3 separate regions of the Sus scrofa genome follow, and all the other regions are linked to region 1. A link is a contact called in public HiChIP or PLAC-seq data. All regions are on one chromosome and are shown on one strand. The core of a region is the stretch at or near the end of the contact, and the rest is flanking DNA. Distances in the headings are between cores, read along the strand shown.

Evidence for each region. HiChIP or PLAC-seq counts read pairs in DNA pulled down with a chosen protein or histone mark.
Region 2: a contact with region 1 is called in an H3K27ac HiChIP or PLAC-seq map of alveolar macrophages. The contact joins the promoter of LOC100514009 here to the promoter of EDEM1 in region 1. A contact is called at or near these places in 1 of 5 promoter capture datasets (liver), 1 of 47 Hi-C or Micro-C datasets (heart right ventricle) and 1 of 2 datasets of contacts at active chromatin or transcription factors (alveolar macrophages).
Region 3: a contact with region 1 is called in an H3K27ac HiChIP or PLAC-seq map of alveolar macrophages. The contact joins the promoter of ITPR1 here to the promoter of EDEM1 in region 1. A contact is called at or near these places in 1 of 47 Hi-C or Micro-C datasets (alveolar macrophages) and 2 of 2 datasets of contacts at active chromatin or transcription factors (alveolar macrophages and skeletal muscle).

Annotation. Positions count from the first base shown.
Region 1 is chr13:61,701,762-61,706,148 of Sscrofa11.1, forward strand. EDEM1 (ER degradation-enhancing alpha-mannosidase-like protein 1) reads left to right here and starts at 1,840. Exons shown (of 11, transcript XM_021069286.1): 1 at 1,840-2,484. The coding sequence starts at 1,966.
Region 2 is chr13:60,912,251-60,916,637 of Sscrofa11.1, forward strand. LOC100514009 (histone-lysine N-methyltransferase SETMAR) reads left to right here and starts at 2,162. Exons shown (of 3, transcript XM_013981913.2): 1 at 2,162-4,117. The coding sequence starts at 4,001. LOC110255178 (a long non-coding RNA gene) reads right to left here and starts at 4,156. Exons shown (of 4, transcript XR_002338059.1): 1 at 4,023-4,156.
Region 3 is chr13:61,065,485-61,069,871 of Sscrofa11.1, forward strand. ITPR1 (inositol 1,4,5-trisphosphate receptor type 1) reads left to right here and starts at 2,647. Exons shown (of 59, transcript XM_021069282.1): 1 at 2,647-2,899; 2 at 3,740-3,815.

The sequences.
Region 1 (4,387 bases), core at 590-3,089:
GTGGACTACACCTTACAAGGTTTTTTGTGAAGCTTAAATAAGAACACATGTGGAAAGTATTTTGAAACTTGCCAGACGTATATGGCTGGCAGCTATTGTCAGTTTTTCCATGAAAAGCGTCTTTTAGAAGTTAGAGGGTTTTCTCTGGCTATGAAAAAGATTTGTTATTAGAGTTTGTCTCCAGTATGAAGACAGGAGCTATTATCAATGTGGTTTGTAGTTGACTGCTGGTAAGTAAAAATTTGCAATAACTTATGAAGGAAATATATAACATGACCCTTAATATTCATATTCAGTTTGCAAGTTTCAAGAAGGCAGACCTGAACGTTCAGGATCAAGCCCTGATGTTGAACTTTCATCAGGGTCCCTAGGTGAAAAGTAGGAAAAGAATACCTGTAGGCAAAAGACCCTGGCTCAAACTCTTTTTACATTCCTTCGATGCTTGGGCAGGCCTGTCGGTATTTTGGACAGGAATAAGGGTCAATCAACAAAAAGGGTCTTACTATGTGCCAGCCACCTGTGTTACAATCATGTTTCTTCAGGCTCCTTCTCAGGGAGTCTCCATTATACCTCCTCTGTATTGCTAAAAGTCTTCTGACCCTGAGAATGTGCCACATGACTACTCTGTCATCTTCTTAGTCACTCCCTTGGTTATTCTGCCAGTCTGGCTTGAGCCACTCATCAGGTCTTGCTTCCTGAGCTTTTCAGGAACCTCAGTATAATAGGCACATGGTCTAAACTTAAGGAGGGCAAATCTTAGCAGACATTTCCAAATGCGGCAAACAAAAGAAAACAAAACCCCCAAACCGTTGAGCCATTACATGAAAGCAATAGCCCTTCAGAGCTGACATTTTCAACCTTGCTTATTATGGTAAGTAGATACTAAGAGGTAAAGTGATTTGACCAGGAACCTATCCCACACGTCAAAGGTTAGGTCACTGCTACAGTGCACAGGAGAGATGGTGATATGATTGAATAGATCTGGTAAAAATAATCGGTGGTGGCGGCAAGCAGCCTTGACTCCTCCCCCCTGCATTTTTCTTCTGTATCTTTTTTTAAAAATAGTCGTATTTCTGAGACAAAGGCAACTCAACCTAACTCAGTATTTCCTGGAATTGTCGGATACTAAGAATTGCCGAAGCGTATTTGTTAGACACATTGCCCGGGCCCTCTATCTATAGGTCTAGGACAGGACCTGGGAATGTGTATTTTACAGTCACCGTGAGCGCTTCTTACAAGTTAGGGCGTTTTAATAAAAAGGGTTCAAATTTTAAGTTAAAAGAAAACAAATTAGGGTGTTTTAATAAAAGTAATTCAAGATAACGTTTTACGGCAACATCCACCCCCCACCATGTAAAAAAAACTTGCCCTTGGTATGCCAAAGTAGCTGCCTTATATAGAAATGTCCTTTTTTCGTTCCTTGTTCCTTATGTCTTAATTGTTACCGTCCCTAACATACAGCTCCGGTCCCAGCGCGGAGCCGGTTCTACTGGAGCGGGGCGGGTCCTGGGCCACGTCCCTGTCCAGCCTTCAGCTGCAGGTTCCGTGCCGCGCTCCCATTGGCTGGAAGTTCCCTCCTCCGGAGCCCGAGCTGCTCCTACTCGCCACGCCAGCCCAGCCGACTCCGGACCGCCCTGGGGGCGGGGCCGAAAGGACGGGGCGGGGCCTCGTGGCGTTGGGGGCAACCAGGTGGCCTATGGCGCCTGAGGGAGTCCCACGCCTCGCACAGCGAGGCCGGGCCGGGGCCGGGCCAATCCGGGCGACTGGGCGGGCGAATGCGGGGCCTGGCCGGCTGGGCCCGGAATGCTGGGGGTGGGGGACAATGGGCCAGTTCCTGGTGCGTCACGGGGAAGTTCCTTAAAGGGGAAGTGAGCGGGGCTACGAGGCGGACGTGGGGTGCGGTGGTCGGCGGGGAAGGTCCCCAGCGTTTTAAAATAATGCCCGCGGCGCCCGCGCGACCATGCAATGGCGAGCGCTCGTCCTGGGGCTGGTGCTCCTCCGGCTTGGCCTCCATGGAGTGCTGTGGCTTGTCTTCGGGCTGGGGCCCAGCATGGGCTTCTACCAGCGCTTCCCGCTCAGCTTCGGCTTCCACCGCCTGAGGGGCTCCGACGGCCCCGCGTCTCTTGCCTCGGGGCCCGCGGGCAGGCCGGGGACGCCTGGGGGGCCGTCGTGGCTGCAGCCGCCGGTTCCCGCGGCGGCGGCGGCGGCAGCGTCTGCGGGGCGGCGGCGGGCTCCGCGGCGGCCAGGGCCGGGTGTGTGTGGCCCGGCCCACTGGGGCTACGTGCTGGGCGGCCGGGACCGCGGCCGGGACGAGTACGAGAAGCGCTACAGTGGTGCCTTCCCGCCTCAGCTGCGCGCACAGATGCGCGACCTGGCGCGAGGCATGTTCGTCTTCGGCTACGACAATTACATGGCGCACGCCTTTCCCCAGGACGAGCTCAACCCCATCCACTGCCGCGGCCGAGGGCCGGACCGCGGGGACCCGTGAGTACCCCGCGCCGGCCGGACGCCCGGGACCGCTCACCGCACGCACTTCCTTCCGACCCCGGGGGTGGGTGCTGCCGTCCGTCCTCTGGGTCCCCCTAAGGGTGCCGGGGTGTTTAGGGTGATGGGGGCTTGGGGGTAAGTGGAAGGGCCGATGTCTGCCCTCTGTCCTGATTCTTCCGGAATCCGAGTTACTGGACTGCTGTCTGCGCAATCTCTTTTACAGATGGGAAAACTGAGGCTCAGAGAACAGAGGGCACAGTAGCAGTACCAAGGGGTGACTTGGGGGGACCTTAAACTCCCATCTTCACCCTTTCTCCAGGTGAACATAAAATCAAGATGAAATCCCTTGTAAATGTAGCTTCAGAACTAGCCCTTACCTTCCCCCACCTAGCCTACTCCCCACTTTTCTGTATAGAAATATATAAATTCAGAAGTTGATCCCGGGAAGGGACTTCTAAAGCCAGGCAGTGAATCTGAGGCAGAGCAGGGCTACAATCTTTCTCCTTCATCACAGAGGCTGCTTTTTAGGCTGAGGATGGTTAGGTGGAAGGGAGGGAGGCTGTGAGGCCTACATTTGGGTTCCTGATGCTCAGGATGGGATTCCTTTGCCTTACTGTAGGGTCTGTCCTGCAGGTTCTCCCCGGTCTGGTGGCAGGGCTGTCAGGAAAGGTGGACCAGTCCTGTCCTTGGATCAGGCTTGTTTGCAGAGTGAGCTTCAAGGGTCATTGCTGTTGACTTCAGAGTCCAAGAGGACAGCACACCCAGCTGAGGACCTCCTGGCTGGAGGGAACCGGTGTGCTCTGACTGACCCTGATGGCTGGATAGGTGACTGTCTTCCCCTGGGTTCCTCCTCTCAGGCGGGAGTGGAGGAGTCCGTTGCTTGGCCCCTTTTGACAGTGAGCCCTGTGTTTTCCTTCACCTGGTGAAAAGCAGCAAAGGCCACTTCTCAGGTTCTAAAAAGGAAGCCCATAGAGTAAAGGAGGCAGAAGAGCTTTAAAAATGGTTTTATTATCTACAAACTCATGTCATAAATTTCAATTTGAGAGCATGAGGGCACAGGGCAGGTTAACTTAAAAGGACTGGGTCTTTCTAAAATTGTAGGAAACTGTTGAGGTACTTTTCGTGTTTCACTTTACGTGTAAAGGTTGATATAGTTTAAATGTATAACTGGCCATATGTATAAATATATTTTCAATCAATTTTTTTGAGAAAAATTTTTATTAAATTTTGGAAAAAATTACTGGGCCTTTTCATATTGTATGAAATTGAGTTGTTTTCCCTAATTAGCTTAACTATACCAGACTTTATACCCATGTGTTTTCTTTCTTTCTTTTTTTTTTTTTGTCTTTTTGCCTTTTTGCCTTTTCTAGGGCCTCTCCCGCAGCACCAGGTGTTTTCTTTTGATCTCAGTTTTTTGGGGAAAAAAGTTAAAATTAAAAAAAAAAAAAAAAGCCTAAAATCCCACCAGGCAGTTATTTTTAATTTATTTTTCCTGCCAACTCCTGCCCAGATGCCTGCACACTTTTAATGTAGTTGAAATCAAAGTGTGTGTACGTATTTCGGATCTTAATTTTATTTTCTCACCAGTGCTCATGGTACTGCAAGAGCAAACACACTGAGTTGTTCTCCCTCACAGATTTTTTTCTCAGGCTTCCTTTTATGGCATAGACCTAAGGAGAACCATTTAAGGAGGACTTGTGATAACACTTTCTATTGAGAATATGATGGTCTGGGAGTGAGTTTATGACATTTTAATGCTTTTCCTAATAAACTTTGAGAACTCTCTGCAGAGTTGGAGCCTCCCTCCAGCAGGGTGAGGTGGCCCTGGCTAGCTTGCTGGGGCCCTGTGGTAGTTGCTGGTGGGGCTTTGCTTCAGGATGATGACTGCTGAGGTGTGGTT
Region 2 (4,387 bases), core at 912-3,411, 790 kb before region 1:
CTTTATCCCTTTAGTCCCATTGCATCTTCTGCCTGCAATGCCCTTTCCTAGTCTTCCTAAATCCTATTCATTAGTCAAGGCCAATAGCAAGTAGCCCCTTCTCCATGAAGCCTTCTTTGATCTTCCCAGCTATAAATAATCTTTCCTTCTGTTAAAGTTCCACTTTACCTTAACTTTCCTTACATCCCTTGATTATACTATAGCCAATTGCCTTACATAAGTAATTACCTCCTAAGTAGGAGCAAGTACCCAGCCATTCCAGATAAAATATTTATTTGGTGACTACTTTCAAGCCTATGAAGTATAAGACTTATACAAGTCTTATACAATGAAGTATAAGACTTCTAATTCAGAATGATCCCACGCCATATTAATGATGATCTCCTCACTTGAGCCATCCTCTGAGAAGACAAAGAAGAACACCCCAAGGCAGCTTTGTAACCTCATGTATGACAACCTACTGTGTACTAACTGCATGCATTCTTTCAAAAGAAGAATATCTGAAGCTTCTCTGTTGGGAGGTTGTGACCCTCAGAATGAACCTAATAACATGTGTAGATTATGAGAGTCCTCTGAGTCTGAATATTTAAGAGAATCTAAAATGACCCTTGGTGGACAATTTCAATAAGGTTTCAAGTAATTTATTAAGAAAATTAAATGAATTAGTGCATGTAAAATTTTTACATGGTATCTGGCACATAGTAATAACTCAGTGAATGTTAGCTATTATTGCCAATGGTCAGAAACTGGCCAAGTAGAACCATGAATTTAGACATGTGTGATGTCATATCATTCCAGACTCTATTAGTATCTTACTAATACTCCTTAGTACCTCTTACATAAAATCAAATTCTTTATCTCCCTCCCTCTAAATCTGCTCTTAAAAATTGGTGTTTATATCAGGCGTGTACTTCAGTGCAAAATTAAGTGACTTTCTTACCTGATTGTGGATACACATGATAAGCCTGATCCACGTGTCTATTCCCAAACCTATTTGCTGCAGAACAAACGTTTTTGTCCCTCTAAAGTTCAGATGTTAAAGATCTACTTTGATGATATCTGGAGGGGGGACCAGACTTCCCTTGTGGCTCACAGCCTAACTACTGGGTGTTGCTTCTACGGTGGCTGTGGCTCGACCTGGGAGGTAGGACCTTTCAGGTCATGAGTGTAGAGCGTCCATGATGGGATTACTATCCTTATAAGGGGAAGAAGATAACCAATCCTTTCTATTTCCCCCACATTAGGATACAAAGAGAAGACAACCAACCGTCTGCAAACCAGGAAGAGGGCCTTCACGTAGAAGCCAACCATGCTGGCACCCTGATCCCAGATTTTCAGCCTCAAAAATTCTGAGAAATCAATCTCTGGTGTTTAAGCCACCTAGTCTATGTGCCGTCTGTTACAGCAGCCTGAACTAAGTCACTTAAATGCCAGGTATAACTCATTATAAGAGGTAAAGAAATGATGATGAACTATGAGTACAAGAAGTTGCTCCCTTCCAGGAAAACTAAGTAACATACTCTGGAAAAACCTGACAAAAAGGAAGGTCACTAAAAAAAATGTTTTGCCACTGATATAGCTTTAAGAAAAGTTTAAAATACTGGAGGGAAGAAAAAAACAGACCATGAGCTCAAATAGCTTCAGCATCTTTTAGTTCCTGTTCCACTTTAGAGACACCCAAACTGGAACTCAAAGTAAGCATGACATGGAATTCTAATCAGTAGACCCATATACCAAAAACAAAAACAAACAAAAATCTTGGCCCTACATCAAAAGACTTGCAAATATATACCAAAATTACAACTGACCCTTGAACATTGCAAGGGTTAAGGGTACCAGCCCTCTATACTGTTGAAAAATCCCTATACAACTAACTGTATGGTCAGCCCTCTATATCCAGGGTTCTGTACCCATGGATTCAGTCAACTTTGAATTGTTTAGCGCTCTGGTATTTACTGGAAAAAATAAACATATAAGTGGACCTGGGCAGTTCAAATCCATGTTGTTCAAGGGTTAAGTGTATTTAAGTTAAAACGAAACATTTCTATCTCCCTGTTTCTTTCTCTCTTCCTATGTATAAATAATTTTCATGACCTCAATAGAAGAGCTCTGCCTATGAGTATACCAAAAAGTTGCAGAGATTATGAGAAAACCACTCATAGAGTAAAATGGGAGAACAAAGAAAAGGGTAACCAATGACATAGGAAACAAGGTCAGTAAAGATATAGAGAAGGGGACATGAGCTGAATGGACCGACATTATGGGGGAAAGGCACTGGAGACAGAGAAAAATGTGAACAAAGATAGCAGAAACCCAATACCACCGGTTAAGGAAAAATAGAGCAAGGGGCTCAAAAGATAGACCAAAGAAACAGGTAGGGTCTGGAGTCCCCTTGTAGCACAGCAGGTTCAGGATCCAGTGTTGTCACCACACTGGCCAGGGTCATTGCCGTGATGCGGGTTTAATCTCTGGCCTCAGAATTTCCACATGCCACCAGTGCAGTGAAAGGAAGGGAAGAAGGGAGGAGGGAGGAAGGAAGGAAGAGAAAGGTAGGTGCTGGATCTTCCAGACCTGATAAGCCAGAATATAGGTAGACTTTGAGATAAACAAGGAGCAAACAAAGGATTTTAAGCAGCAGGATATAATAATTGGATGTGTATGCTCCAAAGATCATTGTAGAACCAGCAGTAAGGTGATTTAGGGATATGGAGAACATTAGATTGGGGGTTTGGGGAGTAGAAATCACTCCAAGAGTGCAAGCCAGAAATGAGAGCCTAAAAAGAAATGAAAATGAAAAACATTATGAAAGTAAAATCAAGATTTGGCCAGGAAATTCTTAGCCATGGCGTTCTAAGGAGAGAAAGGGTTTCAAGAAAATGCTTCCGTGTGTTGCTTTCAGGTAGCTCTGGAGATTATAGACGGATTATTCTCCCAGTTTAAATGAAGAAAAGGAAAATTCACAGACGAATAAATTAACTCAGGTCATTGTGATCCCGAGCTTCAGGTAAGACAGAAAACAGAAATGTCCAATGATTGATTGGATATCCAAAACCAGATCTCCATCTCCCGTCTGGGCTGGAGCCTAGTACTTTACAAGATATTTGAAGCGTAAGAGTAGATGGTATTACTGAGGATGCCCAGTGGAGGTGAGAATGGGACCAGGGGCAGAAACCCTAATGACACCCGCCCCCATGCCAGAGTACGGCAGGAAAAGGACAAGAGAGCAGGACAAGAGAGCGAGACGGCTGGTATGCAGGGCAAGCGCACCTAGGACAGGGGGCCAGACTGGCTGCGCTGAGAGGCTTTCACGTGGAGGCGTCACAACAACCGGGTCACAGAGCTTTGGGAAGGTTGATAACATTCCACCTAATTGAGCAATTTCGAAATTACCAGAACCCTCTGCGGGCCAAGGATTGGTTTCCTCAGAGCAGGGGGTGCAGAGAGGGAACAGAAATCCCAGTCAGGGAGTGCGCGGACCCCACACAGCCTCTTGACGCCCGGTCAGGCTATTCCGCCCCTATAGCAAACCACATCTCACGCCCCGCAACTGGCCCTCAACTTCCAGAACCTCAGACCCAGGAGTACCACCCCACTGAGCTTAGGACGCGCCCCTACCCCACGCCAGCAAACCTCCAAGCCCTCGGACACCCGGTCAAACCACCGCTCCTCTACGCCCTCCCTGAGCTCACATGAAAAAGCCAAGCACTTCTTCCGTGCTCCCAAAGTTTCCTCTGTACCTTATAAGGTTTTGTATTATTGGTACTGCGTCTGGCCCCAAACAAAAAGCAAGCCAGACCAAAAAGTCGAGGGAAGCTGAGGGTCGAGGGAGGAGACGCCTCCACAGGACAGTGGTAACAGAGAACTACGACTCCCATGAGGCAATGGGGCCCCCGCACCCAACTCCCAGCTTCCTCTGCGAGGCGCAAGACAGTCTAGATGGACAGTGGGAGCTCTGAGTCGGGTCAGAACGTGCCCCCGAGCTGTGAAGTGGCCTTTCGGGATGGCAGAGTCCGGGAAGGTACCTGAAGCCCTGATGGAGCGGCCGGACGTGGCCCGCGGCCTGGAGAATTTGCCTGTGAGCGTTTGGCCGTCAGGGGCGGGGCCAGAGCCCTTCCAGGTACGGGGTAGGGTCTGGGGCTGGGCCTGAGCAGCAGGAAGGCTGAGCCCGGCGCCCCCTGACCCCCAAGAGCCGGCTGGCACTTTTTTGTAGAGGGCGGGGATGGGAGCTCGCGAGAGCTGCGTGCGCAGCCCTGGGGGGCGGGGTTAGCGCCGGTTCAGATAGAGTGAGAAAGGTTGGGCAGCGCGTTAGGTGACTAGGTGCGCAGTTACTGCCTGTGGTCCTATTTCAGTGGATGAATATCATGTTTATCGCTGTTTCTCCAATTTC
Region 3 (4,387 bases), core at 1,397-3,896, 640 kb before region 1:
TATCTACAAAAATGCCCAGAGGACTAAGGCTTGCTGGGTTAGGGACAGTAGGGAATATAAGCAGGAATAAAATATAGACCTTGTAGAATTCTCTTGTGGTGTAGCAGGTTAAAAACCTGGCCTTGTCGCTGCAGCATCTTGGGTCGCTGCTGTGGCACAGGTTCTAACCTTGAGCCAGGAACTTCCACATGCCGTGGGCACAGACAGGAAAAGGAAAAAAAAAAGCTGTTAAAATAATAAAATAAAATAAAATAAAATACAGATCCTGCCTTCAGTGAAATTTGTGATCTAGGCAGGAAGACAGTGAAGGAAGCAGCTAAAGGTCAAGTGTCCACTACATGGTTATTATGAAAATCACCCAACTCCTGCTTTCAGACACCATCAAGTTTTATTCAGCAAACCCATGTTAAAAATCCCACTGTGTTTCTGAGTTAGAAGCACAGGAAAAAATCATCCTTTAGTATTTACTACTCACATTTGCATAGACTGATTTGTTGAATTTGTTTGAATTAGTAGAGCCAAAAACCCTTTAGAAATGGAACAGATTGTTTTCCTGGGGGAGAAGAAGAGAGGGGACAGATGGGAGAGGTGTGGACCCCTTTGTTGTGACAAGGTGGGGGAGATTCTTGCTGATGGGAGTGGTAGCCTGAGGCATTAGGAATAAGGCTTTAGTGCCTAGGGACCAGAGGACAGTGGTGAAAGAGAGGAGGGGAGAAGAGTGAATGTGATAACCATTCCCAGATGCATATACATGCTTATATGAGCAGAAAAATACAATGCTCTTGTTTACTTTGGGGAAGCTGTGGAGGGTAGTAGTTAAGGTCCCAGTTTTGGGAGTCAGACGCCTACCCTCTGTGTGACTTGAGGAAAATTACTTAACCCCTCTGTGCCTCAGTGTCCTAAGTAAAAAATGTGGTTTGTTAATAGGATTTGACGAGATAATATATGTAAAAAGTTTGGAATAATGCCTGGCCCATGGGATGTGTCCAGCAAATTTCAGTAATTATTATTAGATTTGGCATTATAATGTCAGAAATAATTATTTGCCATGGTGCTCCCCTAATTTGTTCCTGAAGTTCCACAACACTGTTGACTCTGTATCAAGTAATCCTGAGAGGAAGTTGGCAAATTGTGATGATTTTCTTCCTCTAAGATGGCAAAACTAGGGCAAAGAGATAAAGATGACTTGCCCAAGGGCTCAGAGGCTACTCCTAAAATGCGGAGGGAGGCTGTTTAAGGCAGTGGTGATGGATTTCCCCAAAGACAAGGACTTGGTACATTTATAGACTGGAATTGAAATCCAGGCTGCACTACTTAAATTATGGTGTCATCTTGGGAAGTTACCTGATTTCTTTGAGCCCTCGTTTGTCAAATAGGGATAATACATATGCCTACGGTTGTTAAAACTTAACAGCTTTAAGCATGAAAAGTGCATGTGGTCTGGACTCAATAAAATCTGCCTAATTATTATTACCATTGTTGTTGCAGCAGATCTATGCGGTGGCAAGCTGTGTCTGTTCGGAATTCTATGATGTGGTTTTGGCTCACTACCATGCCCCAGTGCCTGGCACCCAGTAGATTCTCAGGAAACGTTTCTGCAATGAACGCACATCGTCTGAGGCAGGGAGGGCATCTGGCAGACTTGGCCTCCGAACTTAGCTTCTGCCCTTCTTCCAAAAACCAGAGTCTGAAGCAGATTGTAACCCGGGACGTCCAGGCTCTCCTGAGCAGTGAGCTGAAACCCATCTTGCCCCCGAAGCCCCTGTGGGAGCTGCTGGAGGGCACCCCGCCTGAACGCGCATCTTTGTGTAAGCTACTCATTCCAAAGCCCTTGTTTTTCTGGTTTGCGGTTTATTTACTTAAGCATTTACAGCTCCCAGGAGCAGAGGGGCTGCTAGAAGCAGGGTCAGGACCGAGGTCGCGGTTTGTATTTATTTTCTGCTTCCCAATCCCAGCCCTGGCAAGTCAAAACTCGGTTCCTTTATTTGTACACCGAGAGGCTTAAGTTTCTATACCTCCTGCGGGGCGAGGAAAGACACATGCAGTTCGGGTTCAGGAAAGTGCTCTCTAGCCACTTGCCAGCGTCCCTGCTAGTGTTGCTCCCAGACTTAATTTTCTGTGCAAACCCGAACCGGGCGGAGCAGATTAAATAAAGACAACCTCGCGCCTTTAATCCTTGACCGCAAACACTGGCTTTTTCGTGCCCTGGATTTCTGAAATTCTTGGCTCTGGTACTCAAAGCGGGGGGAGGGTGGGTAACAGCTTGTAAAAACTTCCCAAAGCAGAAATCCGAGCTCCTCTCGCCCCTTGCTACCAGGGACACCTGGATTCTAGGGAAAGGGGACAGCCAAAGGAGGAGCGTCCCCAAGGGTTGGGGGCGCCCTCCAGGGGTAGTTTTGGGTCGCCGTCTCCAAGTCCAGCCAGCTCCCAGCACTGAACCGGGTTTGAAGCCTCGGCGCGGGGCAGGACGCCCCTCCCTGTCCCCGCGCGCGTCTATTTAGAGCTCAGCCCGGTAGCCCATGGGATTCTGGGACTTGTAGTTCGTCACCGCGGCCCCAGGCGCCGCCACGACCCTGGGCTCGGACTACATTGCCCAGGGAGCTTCCCGGCCTATATAAGCTGCCAGGAGCCGCTTCAAAGTGCAGTAACCATGTGGATGTGCTGCTGAAGCGTTTCCTCAAGCTTGCTGGGGTGGGAGGAGAGGAGGAGGAGGTGGTGGTGGTGGAGGAGGAGGCAGAGGGTGGAGAGAGAGAAAGCGCACGCCGAGAGGAGGTGTGGGTGTTCCGCTTCCATCCTAACGGAACGAGCTCCCTCTTCGCGGACATGGGATTACCCAGCAGCCGCTAACCCCTCTCCTCGCCCTGCTCCCCCAAACCGGCGTGGCTCCCCGGGCACCAAGGTAGAGGTTGGGGCCGGGCGGAGGGCGCGGGGAGTTGGTACTGTCCCCCCGGGCGCAGAAGTTTTTGCCTCGCTTTTTGGTAGTTCTTGGTGGATTTGCATGCACTTGCGTGCATTTGGGGGTTCTTTTACTGAGGACGTTTTGGGGGGGGGTTCATTTGAGGTTAAAAAAAAAATTCTCAACTCCATCGCCTGGCTTTGAGGACTACCCATTCTGGATTGGAATGGCATTCCCCCAAGTTGGAAACTGTTGCAGCAGCTGCAGGAAATAGTTTTTTTTTTTTTGGGGGGGGGGGCGTGGGGATGTCCTCTGTGAGTCCGCTCAAGGAAATAATCTTTCTTAAAATGTAGCCCTCCCTCGTGCTGCATGGTTGGGAGAATAATGCATTTGGGGGTCCCGGTGAAGAGGGTTTTAAAAAACGGAAGAAAACCCGAGGAGCGGTGAAGGACCAAGTGTGGACGAAGCTCACGCCCGATGAGGATGCGGGCTTCAGATACTTGGCCTTCGCTCCGGGAAACAAGTGCTTTGGGATCTGCCAAACACTTCCCTTAGTCTCAGATCTTCCCGGCACACTGGAAGTTTGTGCGTTCCTAGTCTCACTTATCAGTTACATATTAGAAACAAATAGGCGAAGTTACCTGTAACCTTCACCTCTTGATCCCACCAACACACCCGTCAAATTTGGCGGTGGCGGTGGCCCTGTGTGTGTGTATGTAGGTGGGAGGGGGTTTGTCCCTCCAGGAAAGAGCCTAAAGAAAGTGGAAGTGTGGAATTTGAGAATTTCTATTAGGGACTCATCATCAGCCAATCTTATATTCAGTCTTCTTTCTTAATATGCAGGAGCTGACTACAGAGGAACAGGACTCGCACCCCTGGCTGGGCGTGTTTTGGCAACAGAGTGCCTGACCTGGGTCAGGTAAGTGTGGAAGCCTTAGAGCTGTAGTCCATAATAAGTTTTTGTCCTAGCCTATTTTAAGTTCTCTCTAAAGAGCCATGGAGAAGGGGAGCAGGAAAGAAAGGGAAATTCCATGGCTCAGTCTCCAAAATTTGTCACCACCTTGGATGAGGGCTTTAGGGAGCTGATGATAACCAGGGGATGGTCCTGCCTAGGGCTTTTGGTCCTGGCTCAGAAGTGAAGCAGCCAGGTTTCTGACAGGAGGGAAGAAAAACCCTCACAACAACATTAAATGGAGCAGTACAAGGGATGCCCATTGGTGACCTGAGAACTGAACTTGCCAGGTGGTGTGCTGAAGATTTAAATTCTGAAGGATGCAGTGCATTTCATCTGCCAAGATATGTAAGCAAAAATTATCTGCCTGCCTCTTTCAAAAATAGTCACTTTCTTTTTTCTTACTGTGAATGGGTGTTTAATCAGGGTCGGTTTGCTTGCAAGAAATGAAAGTGGTTGCTGGCCAATTGAAAGAATTAGAACTTTAAAAAGGGAAGTTCTTGAAGCATAAGATAGTAGCCTCCAGCCCTTGACTTGAA